Regions from separate parts of the Xenopus laevis genome. Here region 2 is linked to region 1. The links are chromatin contacts, called in public Hi-C maps. All regions are on one chromosome and are shown on one strand. Each heading gives the region's core, a stretch centred on a gene start, on an enhancer-like site or on the middle of the called end of the contact. The rest is flanking DNA. Distances are from core to core; before and after follow the strand shown.

Region 1 (5,911 bases), core at 1,369-3,868:
TTAAGGTGGTACATCAGTGTACCCCCTACTGTAAAATATATAGAGAATAAAGTACCCCCTCTTGTAAATTATAAGGATATTATAAGTTACAGAGGAAGTTTCATGACCATATTAAAACACGAGGCCGAAGGAACTCCGAGGTGACTTCTAATATGCTCAACAGGGGGTACTTTATTATAATACACAAGTTTCGGTGAGTCATGTGATAGAAATGACATCAGAACTCACCCGTTATAACTGAGGACATCGGTACTCACCGTTTATAAGGATATCATTTTTTTTTTTCAGCTATTCATGGCTTTTGTGTTTTATAAGGATGTTAGTCACAGAGGAGGTCCATGTCCATATGAAGGCATGAGGCAAAATTCTGATTTTATACAGGTTATGGGACTCCGAGGTGTCTTCTAACATCCTCAAATTTTACTACAGGGGGAGTGTTTTTATTCTGTGACTAAGCACTGTTTATATAGTGAATAAAGTACCCACTCTTTGTAAAATATAAGGATATTATAAGTTACCGAGGAGTTTCATGACCATATAAAAACTCCGGGAACTCCGAGGTAACTTCTAATATCCTCATATTTTACAACTGGGGGTACTTTATTTATTATAATACACTAATTTCAGTGAGTCATGTGACAGAAATGACATCAGAACTCGCCGTTTATAACTGATGACATCACAACTCACCGTTAAAAAGGATATAATTTACAAGATATTCATGGCTTTTGTGTATTATAAGGATATCTTCTACAGGCTATTCATGGCTCTTTTTTTAAAAAAATTTCATACCATTAATTTATACCTGTTTGGCCTCTGTACCCCGGTCCTGAACCCCCTACATTCTCCCCCACAACTTGCTCTCATGAAGTACCATACACAGGTGATTCATAATTCAGGATTCCTGGCTGCCGCACACAGACAGGCCATTGTTATATTAAAAATAGGCTGATGGTTCTGCTCATTATTCCCAGCGGCTGCGCTTGGCTGGGCCGCTCCTGGGTGAAATCAAATTGCCAGCCAAATTGATTTAAGACAAATACAAAATGCACTTAGTCCAGGCGCCCCATGCAAAGAATTCTAATACATTTCTGCCAGAGCAAACTGACTTCATTAACCCTTTAAAGGGCAACTCCACAACCCTTCCTTTTTTTTAAAAAAAAAAAAAAATGGCAACTATCTAACACAAATGCTTTAAGAATTTTAAATTTTCTGCTTATTTTGACTCCAAAACAATGTAGCAGAAACTGAACTGACCCAGAGTAGAACTGGCTTATGAAAAATTCACCTGCAGCATGACTGCTTAGTCCAGGGGTGTCCAAACTTTTTGCAATGAGGGCCAGATTTCGTGAGGTGAAAATGTGACCATTCAGCCTGACATTCTTTGAACCATTAACATCATTTAACTAATTTAAAGGGGTTGTTCACCTTCCAAACACTTTTTTCAATTTAGTTGTTTTTAGATTGTTCCCTAGAAATAATGACTTTTTCCAATTACTTTCCACTATTTATTTTTTACGTTTTTTCCAAAATCTAAGTTTAAAGTTGAATGTTCCTGTCTCTGGTGTTTGAGTCTGACAGCTCAGTAATCCAGGTGCAGATTCTGAACTGTTACAATTTTGCAACATTTAGTTGATACATTTCTCAGCAGCATCTCTGGAGTATTAGCAACAATTGTATCAATTCTAACAGCTGCCTGTAATGAAACCCAGAGATTCTGCTCAGCAGGGACAAAGATAAGAAATGTATCAACTAAATGTATCAATTTAGAACAGTTTACAGGATCGGCGACCCCCCCTCCCAGAGCTGCTTCAGAAGGAGAGAAATGACACTTTATACTTCAATATTAGAAAAACCGTGACATAGAAAATAGAAAGTCATTGGAAAAAGTCGTTATTTCTGGTGATCTATCTGATAACAACTAGTTGTTTGAAGGTGAACAACCCCTTTAAACAAGGAATCGCCTAGCCGTAGCAGTAATATTTGGGCACATTAGTGAAATGATCTGCCACCTGGTCTATACTGCTGCCTGTGTGCTGAAGGTGTTAGCAATAGACACATACTGGCATGTAATTTACTGTACTGGCACGTCCGTACGTCTATTGACACCTTCAGCTCTAAAGAAGTATGTGAAGCGGTGAATCACTAAGTGAAAGTACGTGTCTATTGCTAACTTCTTCAGCACACAGGCAGCAGTATAGACCAAGTGGCAGATCATTTCACTAATATGCCCAAATATTACTGCTACGTGATTCCTGATTGCACTGTGCTGGCAGGCCGCATTATTATTAATTTCATGATGGAGGCTGGGCCAGTGTAAATTTGAAGATGGCCGCATTTGGCCCCAGGCTGCATTTTGGACATGCCTGCCTTAGTCGGAAGCAAACATAAATTCTGCAGACTGCACTGATTCTAAGCAGCCATGTAATATGCATTTTAACTCCTTACTAATCAAACGCCGCCATGACTGGAATGAGCAGGTAACCCTACTTGCTGCTGACTATACAACAACCTTGACCTACAGCAGTGCATATATTTCTGCTGCTTACAGGTAGAGCATGCATTCTACTAAACCTCCCCTAGGCTGTGCTTGTGCACCAGTCCCAGATTGTATTCCCAGAGGGGTGGATGCATTTTGTCAAAACGACTTGTGGTTGCAGGTTTGTAACAGATAAGACTTGCTAGACCTAATCTGTTTCCCTAATTGCCATACCAAACAAATATATCTAACTTGTGTTCCTCTACATCAGTGCTGTCCAACTTCTGTGGAACTGAGGGCTGAAATTTTTCTGACCTAGATGAGTGAATCTGTCCTGTTTTGCTTTGGCAAAAAATTAACAAAATGCATTGAAGTAAAATTTTTACGCTGCAACAATTTTTCTTGCTTCAAATGCATTAAAGTCAATGGGTGTTTTTTCTTGTGCCTACTTTGTCTCTGTGACTTTTTTGTCCAAATGCATTAAAGTCAATGAGCGTTTTTTCCGCAGCAAATTTTTGCTGCAGTTTCGCAAAAAAAATTTGCCACTGGCTACATGCAGAATTTTTCCACAATTCTGTGGCTGATGAAAAAATTTGCTCATCAGTAGCCAACAAGAATGATTGTGGGCCAAGCAGCTAAAATAGCCATTACAGTAATGGAGTTGTACAATAGGCAGGAAGAATTTAAGATAGCAAGAAAGGATGACAACAGTAATGTCAAAAAGGGCCAGCTGGGCTAAAGTGGTAACAGGGTCAAACTGGCACGTGCGGCGCGCATGTGATCGGCGCCGTAGTTGTGTGCATGCACATGCACCGGTTATGCATAAAATTTATATTTATTGTTGGAGGTTGCGGCTTTAAGAAGCAGATGTGGGTGCGGACCTTGGCCAGCAGGGCCCACAAGAGCCGGGGGCCCACCGGGTTTTTTCCCAGTGCCCCGCAGGCCCAGTCCGACCCTGGGTAACATTAACATTATATCCTTGTGGCACTATGGCTGTTTTTGACTTTCAAGCTGCTACTAACCACTGAAGGCTCTTTATGGCAAAATAATATCAGGAACCTTACAGGACCAGCCCTATGTGTTCCCTCCTGCAATCCTTTAACCATTGGCAGGAGTCGTATGTGGGGCTGAGCGAAGTGTTTTTGGGTTTTTTGTGCCTTGTTTCGGGGAGAAAAGAATGCCCATAGACTCTAATGTATAGTTTAAAAAAATGTTGTCATGTTTGAAAAATTGTTGAATGAAGGAAACTCCCATTGACTTGAAAAGATGATGTTTTGTGAATTTTCAGCTAAGCTAAACTAGTCAGATGCGCCCATCATTACACCAAGTTCGCAATTTATCAAAAGGAAGGTTCCACCCAATTTTTATTTTTTGCATAATGAAAGTGAATTTATTTGTCTCTTTGTTCCTGGTAAAATCACTGATAGCTTTTGCATAAAGTGAACTCTGCAATTGGAGTGAGCTTTCCCTTTAAATTTTGCAAGTGAATTTGCAATTAAAAATAATATTTTGTCTGCACAGCTGGTTGTAACTATATAGCTGAAACCAGCTGTCCTCTAGCCAAGTCTCCTGCAATGCCTTGTGTGAATCTTCACTAGTCTGTTAGTTAGCTAGTTTGTACTGATCTTTTCTAGAGTCAGATGCAGCATTGCAGAATATAGAAAGGGACTGAAAACTACTTTAAGTAACAGTTGCAATAGTAAAAAGCTCTCCACTACATGTTTAAACTAAACTAAATATGCATTAAAAAGTGTTTCTCAGAATTACATTACAGTATATTTCATTATTCTGAAAACAAGAAAAAGCAGTAAAACCCCACACTACCTTACTAAAATTAATTGAGATCTAATTATATAAGTGCTTAGTGCTATTATAAACATATGCTTCGTTCTCAATCAATTTAGCACCAACATACAATTAATAGTATTTCAATCGATTGTGTTATATATAAATAATTAAAAAGATTAAGGTGCTCAAGTGCTAGAAATCAGATGATGTGACCCACAATAAAATCTATCTACACACAATTGATGAATAATCTAAAAGTTCACGGTTCTTATATGAATTAAATAAGGTGCTAGTGTTGTAGTTATAATTTTAAAGTGAGTTCATGGTATTAAACAATTAAAAATAAAGCGTCAGCAATTCATGAATAAAAGTTAGAAAATAGTATAGAGGTGGAGTTGTCCCGAAGAAACTAGCTGCGTTGATCTAAGCCCTCGGACACCACACGTGGGAGAAAGGCAGAACACTGAGGACTGTGGTCTCGTTACTACATTTAACTGTCTTGTAAGGAGAGCTAACTTTGCTATAAAATCAACAAATCCTAAATGCCTTAGAGATAAAAGAGAATATAAGGAATGAATGCTGCGCTAGTAGCGCTACAATTCCATTGAATTTCTCTAGATCCGAGATTCAATCAAAGTTTAAAAAGGTAATATTTCAATAATAAGCTTTTTTTAAAAAAAGGGTTTGAAGGCTCACCGACGCACGTTTCGCTTACGCTTTATCTTTGCCTTGATAAAGGCTAAGCGAATGTGCGTCGGCGAGCCTTCAAACCCTTTTTTTAAAAAAAGCTTATTATTGAGATCTTATATAATTAGATTTCAATTAATTTTAGTAAGGTAGTGTGGGATTTTACTGCTTTTTCTTGTTTTCAGTATCCCCATTCTGGTTTATATACCTCTACACAGCCTGAGAGAGAGAGAGATTAAGTTTAGGGGAGAGAGAGATTAAGTTTAGGGGAGAGAGAGAGATTAATTTTAGGGGATGGAGAGCAAGAGATTAAGTTTAGGACAGAGAGAGAGGAAAGAAAACACACTATGGGGCAAATTCACTAAACGACGAAGGGCCTAACGCTAGCGTTAATTCGCTAGCGTAGCACATTTTCGTTAATTCGCCGATTCACTAACGGACGCTGGCGTAAATTCGCTAGTGTTACTTCGCACCCTTACGTCTGGTGAATTTGCGCAACGGACGTAACTACGCAAATTCACTGACGCGCAAATTATTCTGAACGCTACCTTTTACGCCAGACTTCCTTTGCCACCTCAGACCAGGCGAAGTGCAATAGAGTAGATAGGGATTGCTTCAAAAAAAGTTCAAATTTTTTCTAAGTCCCAAAAAACGCTGGCGTTTTTTCTTTTTTTATGGGTGATAGGCTGAAAAAGATAGAAATCTTTTTTGGGGCTACCTTCCTTCCCCCCCTACATTTCCTAACTTATGGCACCTTAACTATACAGTGGGCACATGTGTAGGGCAAAATAAAAATTTTAATTGCTGTTTTGAAGGTTTCCCAGGCTTGTGTAGTTCTGCTACATATACCTACATTGTAACTTCAATTTGGCGCTGTATGCAAATTAAGCATCGCTAGCGTAACTTCGCTTTGCTTGGCGAATTAACGCTAGCGCAACTTCGCAACCTTACGCTTCC
Region 2 (5,911 bases), core at 1,687-4,186, 55 kb after region 1:
TGTAATTTGGATCTTTATACCTTAAGTCTACTAGAAAATCATTTAATCATTAAATAACCCCAACAGACAGGTTTTGCTTCCAGTAAGGATTAATTGTATCTTAGTTTGGAGCAAGTACAAGGTACTATTTTATTATTACAGATAAAAAAGAAATCATTTTTTAAAATTTAGACAAAACGGAGTCTATGGGAGATGGCCATCCCGTAATTTGAGCTTTCTGGATAACGGGTTTCTGGATAACTGATCCCTTACTTGTATTAAAAAAAACGATCCCCTAAAAAGTCCACTTTGCTTTTGGCGCATACAAGTCTCCTCATTTACAACATGGGTGAAGAATCTGGGCCTCTTGTAGTTTTGTGGCTATGAGAAATGGACTGAGATGCTTGAGTTTCTGTGCTGAGGTTTTGCTCTTGGTATCCTATAAATCATTATGTTTTCACAATGCATAAGCAAGCTTTACAAAAAAAATCCTTTATAACTGCCGTGCTCCCTGCTTTGCTGAGAGCTCACTGGAAGTTTGCATTTCTTAGCTACCATCTATATTCTCAGCAAGAGTTAGATGTTAGAGAAAAGTGAACCCTTAGAAATGTAACAAGGCTAGGGTCCCTAATGTTCTAAGCAGGGATGTTCTACCTGCAGCCCCCAGGTGTTGCTGCAATGCAACTTCCAGTATTCTCAATGAGTTTTTGGGAGCTGCATTTTAACAAAGGTTGGAGGCTGCAGGTTGGACACCCTCAATGTACATAGGGTATTACATGAACATTGAAAACACTGAAGCAAAATATGACTTTTTTCTCTCCCAGCAGCTCTGCATAAAAAGGGGGCGCAGCTGTATTACCGTTCATGGTAATACATGAGCCGTTCATGGTAATAACATAAGCCCATTTTGTGCCACAGCCAGCTCTTTGAAATATGTCACATATTGCAATGCTGGGAGCTGTGGTTTAGGTGCTGGAGAACTCTGGGTTTCCTACATCTGCTTTAGTAGAACTAGTGTTTGGGTAAAAATTATGAATATGATCATCATAAACTGGAAGTTGCAGGTAGCATGTGCGCAGGGCTGCTTTTGAAAATCTTGATGCCCTATACTAAACTAAAGCTTTAGGCCTTTCTCATGAAGTACACAACAGGTTATGTATTTAAGCAACAGCAGTGCCCAGTTAGTGCTCTGCCCCACAACTGTGTCCCTGAATGTGCATCGGCTTCAGTTTGGAAGCAAAGGAAATCAGATCTGATTGGATAGGTCTGAACTTGGGTGAAGGTTGTGTAACGCATGCCAGCATTATCATGAGAGGAAACATGTTTTTTAACTCATAATACTATTTTTAACAAAATACCACGTGCAAGTGGCCCATAAAGCTGCAACTCCCAGAATCCTCTTCCTCTGTAAATCTTGTGAATTTGCCATTGGGTTGTAATTCCCAGCACCTAGAGAACCACAACTTTGACACCCGCAGCAAATTTTTACTTCTAATTCTGCAGAGAGATGTTTTCTCAAAATGTTATTTGCAAGAGCAATATTCCCCTTTAAGTCTAATTAGTAAAAAAAATCTAGAAAATGAAGCACCTGTGTGCCATAAAAAGGCGTATAGTGCTAGTAGCCCTGCCTAATAGCCCTGTTGCATCTCTTTAAGAGCCCAAGCTGACAGATTTATTGCCCTCCCTAATTGACATGGTTCCCTGTGTGACTGGATTTTCTGCATTACACCTGACCTAGGTTGGCTTTGAAACTCCCATTGCTTTATTCTGGGCAGTTTCTTTTTGGGGAGTTATATTGGATGGGGCTTTCTTCTGAAACCAATAATCAGCATACAGCAGTCACCATACAGGTTTCAGACAGGTGTATGCACAGCAAGTGTAGATGTTTGTAGAAGGTTATGGACTATCAAAGCCCTTACTCTGTCAATTGTGCTCATCATCACCCTTATATATTGTGCTGCCAATGTCTTGCCACTTTCTTTCATTAATTAATTAAATATATAACTCTGGCATATTTGTATCTCTGTGATTCAGTTCTATACAGTTTTCTTGGTGTGAACAAGCCCTAAGGTGCAAAGTACAGTGATTCAACTCTTTAACGGGTATAATTCAAGAGCGGATACTTGACATATTTGAACCTTTAGCAATCCTGGGGTAGGAGTTTTAAAGCCATAGGCTGATATCTGAAACGGTGAAGGGGCTCAGTGATGGCAAACACAGTTATATAAACTAAGATAGTTTTTACCTCAATAGTATTTTGTTATTTAAAGGATTACATTGTTATATGTGATGGGAAGAACAGAACACCCCATGATTAACCCTATGAATGCCAGGGACCTGTCTTTATATCCTAAGTAAAAAAGAAATACAGAACTTTGTCAACAATAGATAGTAACTGTGGTACTGGCAAATGATGGCCAGGGCAGCCTTTGGGTGGGTAGAATTGTATGGGGAGGTCTCCTTATTTTCTAGGCTCTTAAAATAAATATGTCATAGTATTCTTTAACACATTGGGCATATATGAAATATCCAACGTTTAAAAAAACAAACAAAACAAAAACATACATTTTAACAGCATATATATTCCACACCTACACATTCCAGCAACCTTTGGCACACACAGGGTGTTTAGAGTTGTGGTTTATCACATGTGGAGAGCCACAAGTTGCCTATACCTACATATAGTGTGATCATGAGAACCAGGCTTGTGTCTAAACTATTAGTATTAGAGATAGCCAAGGATTCTGGGTTATGTAGTTTGGATGTACAGTTGTTGCACAGCACATGCACACATGGTCATATTACCTTCGTATGATGAGCAGCAGTCCCACCAATGTGACAATGACCTGGGTTAGTAGCCACCTTGCCATGTTGCCTTCTGCAGTTGATCTGGGGTTTTCCTTTAGCCTTCTCTCTGCTGGTGTTTGGTCTCATTGATGCATGACCCTTGGACACAAGGGTTCATCTTCCTTGAACCGGCAGGAGTAAATTGGCCCACAGCAAGCTGTAAAATCAGGACTTTACTTGCCAATGGGCAGAGAAGGGCATGGAACAAGGATGTCTCATTGCTTGATTCTTCCAAACCTGTCTGAGCTTAAAAGCATACTCTAATGAGCCTTAGCTTTACTTCTGAACTGCACTATTCTCCGCTCAGTGTAGCCCTGTTGGTGTTCTGCTTTATTTAGCTTAGCCTTTGTTATACCCTTTCTCTCTGGGGTGCCCTTACTCTATGTGCTTGTTTGGGATTTCCCTTCTCTGGTTGTTGCTTTGTGGCATGTCCCCTTCTCCTGGTGGTACTGGCTGGGGTGCCCCTTTTCAATATGTGCCTCTATAGGGGATGCCCTCTCTTTGGGATGCACTATTCTTTATATGACCCTCTGTGATGCCCCTCCTTTCTATGCTCCACTTTAAGATGCCACTTGTCTCTCCACTCTCTAGTATACCCTTTTCACTCGGCTCCTCTCTGGGATTTCCCTTGTCAGTGTGCTTCTCTCTGGGAGACCCCTTCTTAGTGTGTTCTTCTCTGGTGTGCCCTTTGCATTTGTGCTCCTCTGCCTGTCCAAGTCCAAGTTGTTCTGGGCTCCTTCCAATGTTCCCTGTGCATCACAAAAAGTTGTCACTAAGTTGATGAAAAGTATTCACTGCCGGGATAGTGGCGGTGTCCTTCAGATGAGCTGTCACAGCTCTAAGCTCTCCTGCTGTGTGTCTGTGTGATCCTCCTCCTTGCACTTCAACTGCTTCTCTCCTCCTCTTTAAATTACCCTCTCCTCTAACTGTCACACACCCCCTGCCTCCTCCTCTAGTCAAAAGCCTGAGCCCAGGGTCCCCACTGTCATGTTTCAGAGAGGAGCCCTCTGGGAGACGTGTGTCATATTCAGTGAAAAAAACTTAGTTTTAAATCAAGTCCCTGAAAATAGCTATCTGAGGGCTATCTGATTAGTAATGTCCTATGTTAGATATACGCTGGGAGAGATAAATGCAGTGTTCTCCTTTGCTGCTTTTTTCTGATATTTTAGTCTTTGTGGCAGTTAGGTAGCAAATTGTTAACTGCAGGTATTCAGTTGGATGTGGAGGAACAGAAACCGTGATGCTAAACTTTTTTAATTAGTTTGGCAAGATGATATCCATAGTAGCAATAGATAGGCTAAAGCTGGCCATAGACACCAGATATAATTGTACCAATCATACGATTTCTGTTAGATAACAAGAATATCTTTGCATGTATTGTATCTGATGATAACGGTGGGTGACTGTCACTGCTATTTCTGGGACATAACTTTCATACAATTCCTGTCTGTCAATTAATGGGCAGAACATTGTCTGATGTGTTGTTTTCCCTACTTAATCCTACAATTAAAACATGAATGGTTAGTTTTAGATTGTTGCATTAAAACAAACGATTGATATCTGAATGTTCGTCATACAAACAATAAAATCTGACGTCTATGGCCATCTTCAGGGATAGCAGATATATAGTAGGGATAGATGGTGCCTATAGTAACAGTGGGGATAATAGTCTCTGGGAAGGGACTGTGACTGTGGGATAGCAGGTATAGTAGGGAGAGATGGTGCCTATAGTAGCAGTGGGGATAATAGTCTCTGGGAAGGGACTGTGGCTGTGGGATAGCAGGTATAGTAGGGAGAGATGGTGTCTATAGTAGCAGTGGGATAATAGCCACAGGGAAGGGACTGTGGTTGTGGGATAGCAGGTATAGTAGGGAGAGGTGGTGCCTATAGTAGCAGTGGGGATAATAGTCTCTGAGAAGGAACTGTGGTTGTGGGATAGCAGGTATAGTAGGGAGAGATGGTGCCTATAGTAGCAGTGGGGATAATAGCTACAGGGAAGGGACTGTGGCTGTGGGATAGCAGGTATAGTAGGGAGAGATGGTGCCTATAGTAGCAGTGGGGATAATAGCTACAGGGAAGGGACTGTGGCTGTGGGATAGCAGGTATAGTAGGGAGAGATGGTGTCTATAGTAGTAGTGAGGACAATAGTCTCTGGGGCTGTGGCTGTGGGATAGTAAGTAGAGTAAAGAAAGATGGTGCCTTGAATCCCTAGCATTTGTTTCACATTTTTAGCACTTTCCTGTCAGAAAAATGGTTTAACACATTGCCACACTCAAAACGCCTTTCTGATCTGTGGGATGTTTGAGTTTAGTGGCAACACTACAAACTAACACCCTTTGAAATTATTTAATTTCTGATATATGATGCAATGTAGAATTAAGTTGATACTACTCTGTTCCTCTGCTGAAACTAAATACATTATGTACAGTATGTTGTTACTTTGCACTACCGTTACAACTAGATTATTTCCATTACTAACCGTTAACATTGGTTCCACCTTTGTCTGACTAGCAGTCCTACATAAAGAGTAGGCATGTAAAATGTGGAGCCCTCCAGTTGTTCAACTACAACTTTCAGTCAAAGACTGTTGAGTAATTCTGGGTAGTTCAAGACAATCTGCTTAGCTGAAACTGAGCCTCAAAACTTTGCATTGTTTTGTGGTGACATTTGTATTTAATTTGGTCTCCTTGAGCTATGTTTATTTATGAAATGTCTGCAAATGGTAAATGTGCATGTTTACCCTTTCACTGCCAGTCTGAGCAAGTACTTTTCATGCTGTGGTATCCAAAGGGTTCAATAAAAGCAACAGTAGTTTTGGTTAGAAGAGAGGAAATGAGTGTACGAGGAGCTGGGTGGCTGAGCATAGGATCTGTGCATCTCTCATGGCTAATATGATAAGAACTCCTAGATAGACCTACTAGGATGCTGGATCCATACTCCTTGTTGTGGGTAGCTTTTAATGCCAGAGAAATGCTGTGGGTACCCAGAAAGCACAGGAAGACATATAAAGACAGAATTGAAAGGGGGGTCCAGAGAGTAGAGGCAGTTTAGATTGCTGCAGCAGAAGTAGACAGGACATGGGGCA

What was found. Hi-C and Micro-C count contacts between places; a contact is called where the count stands out from the background.
Region 2: a Hi-C map of animal cap shows a contact between it and region 1, with 5 times the contacts expected there. The contact joins the promoter of wnt10a.L here to the enhancer-like site in region 1. A contact is called at or near these places in 3 of 4 Hi-C or Micro-C datasets (the XL177 cell line, the XTC cell line and animal cap).

The regions. Positions count from the first base shown.
Region 1 is chr9_10L:63,044,458-63,050,368 of Xenopus_laevis_v10.1, forward strand. No RefSeq gene overlaps it. Among protein-coding and RNA genes, the nearest start is that of cdk5r2.L, 16 kb to the left of the region's middle. Within about 2 kb of position 2,619, at least 1 of the 7 cell types and tissues checked has an H3K27ac peak or open chromatin away from gene starts, as enhancers often do.
Region 2 is chr9_10L:63,098,783-63,104,693 of Xenopus_laevis_v10.1, forward strand. wnt10a.L (Wnt family member 10A L homeolog) reads right to left here and starts at 2,937. Exons shown (of 4, transcript NM_001098716.1): 1 at 2,785-2,937. The coding sequence starts at 2,849.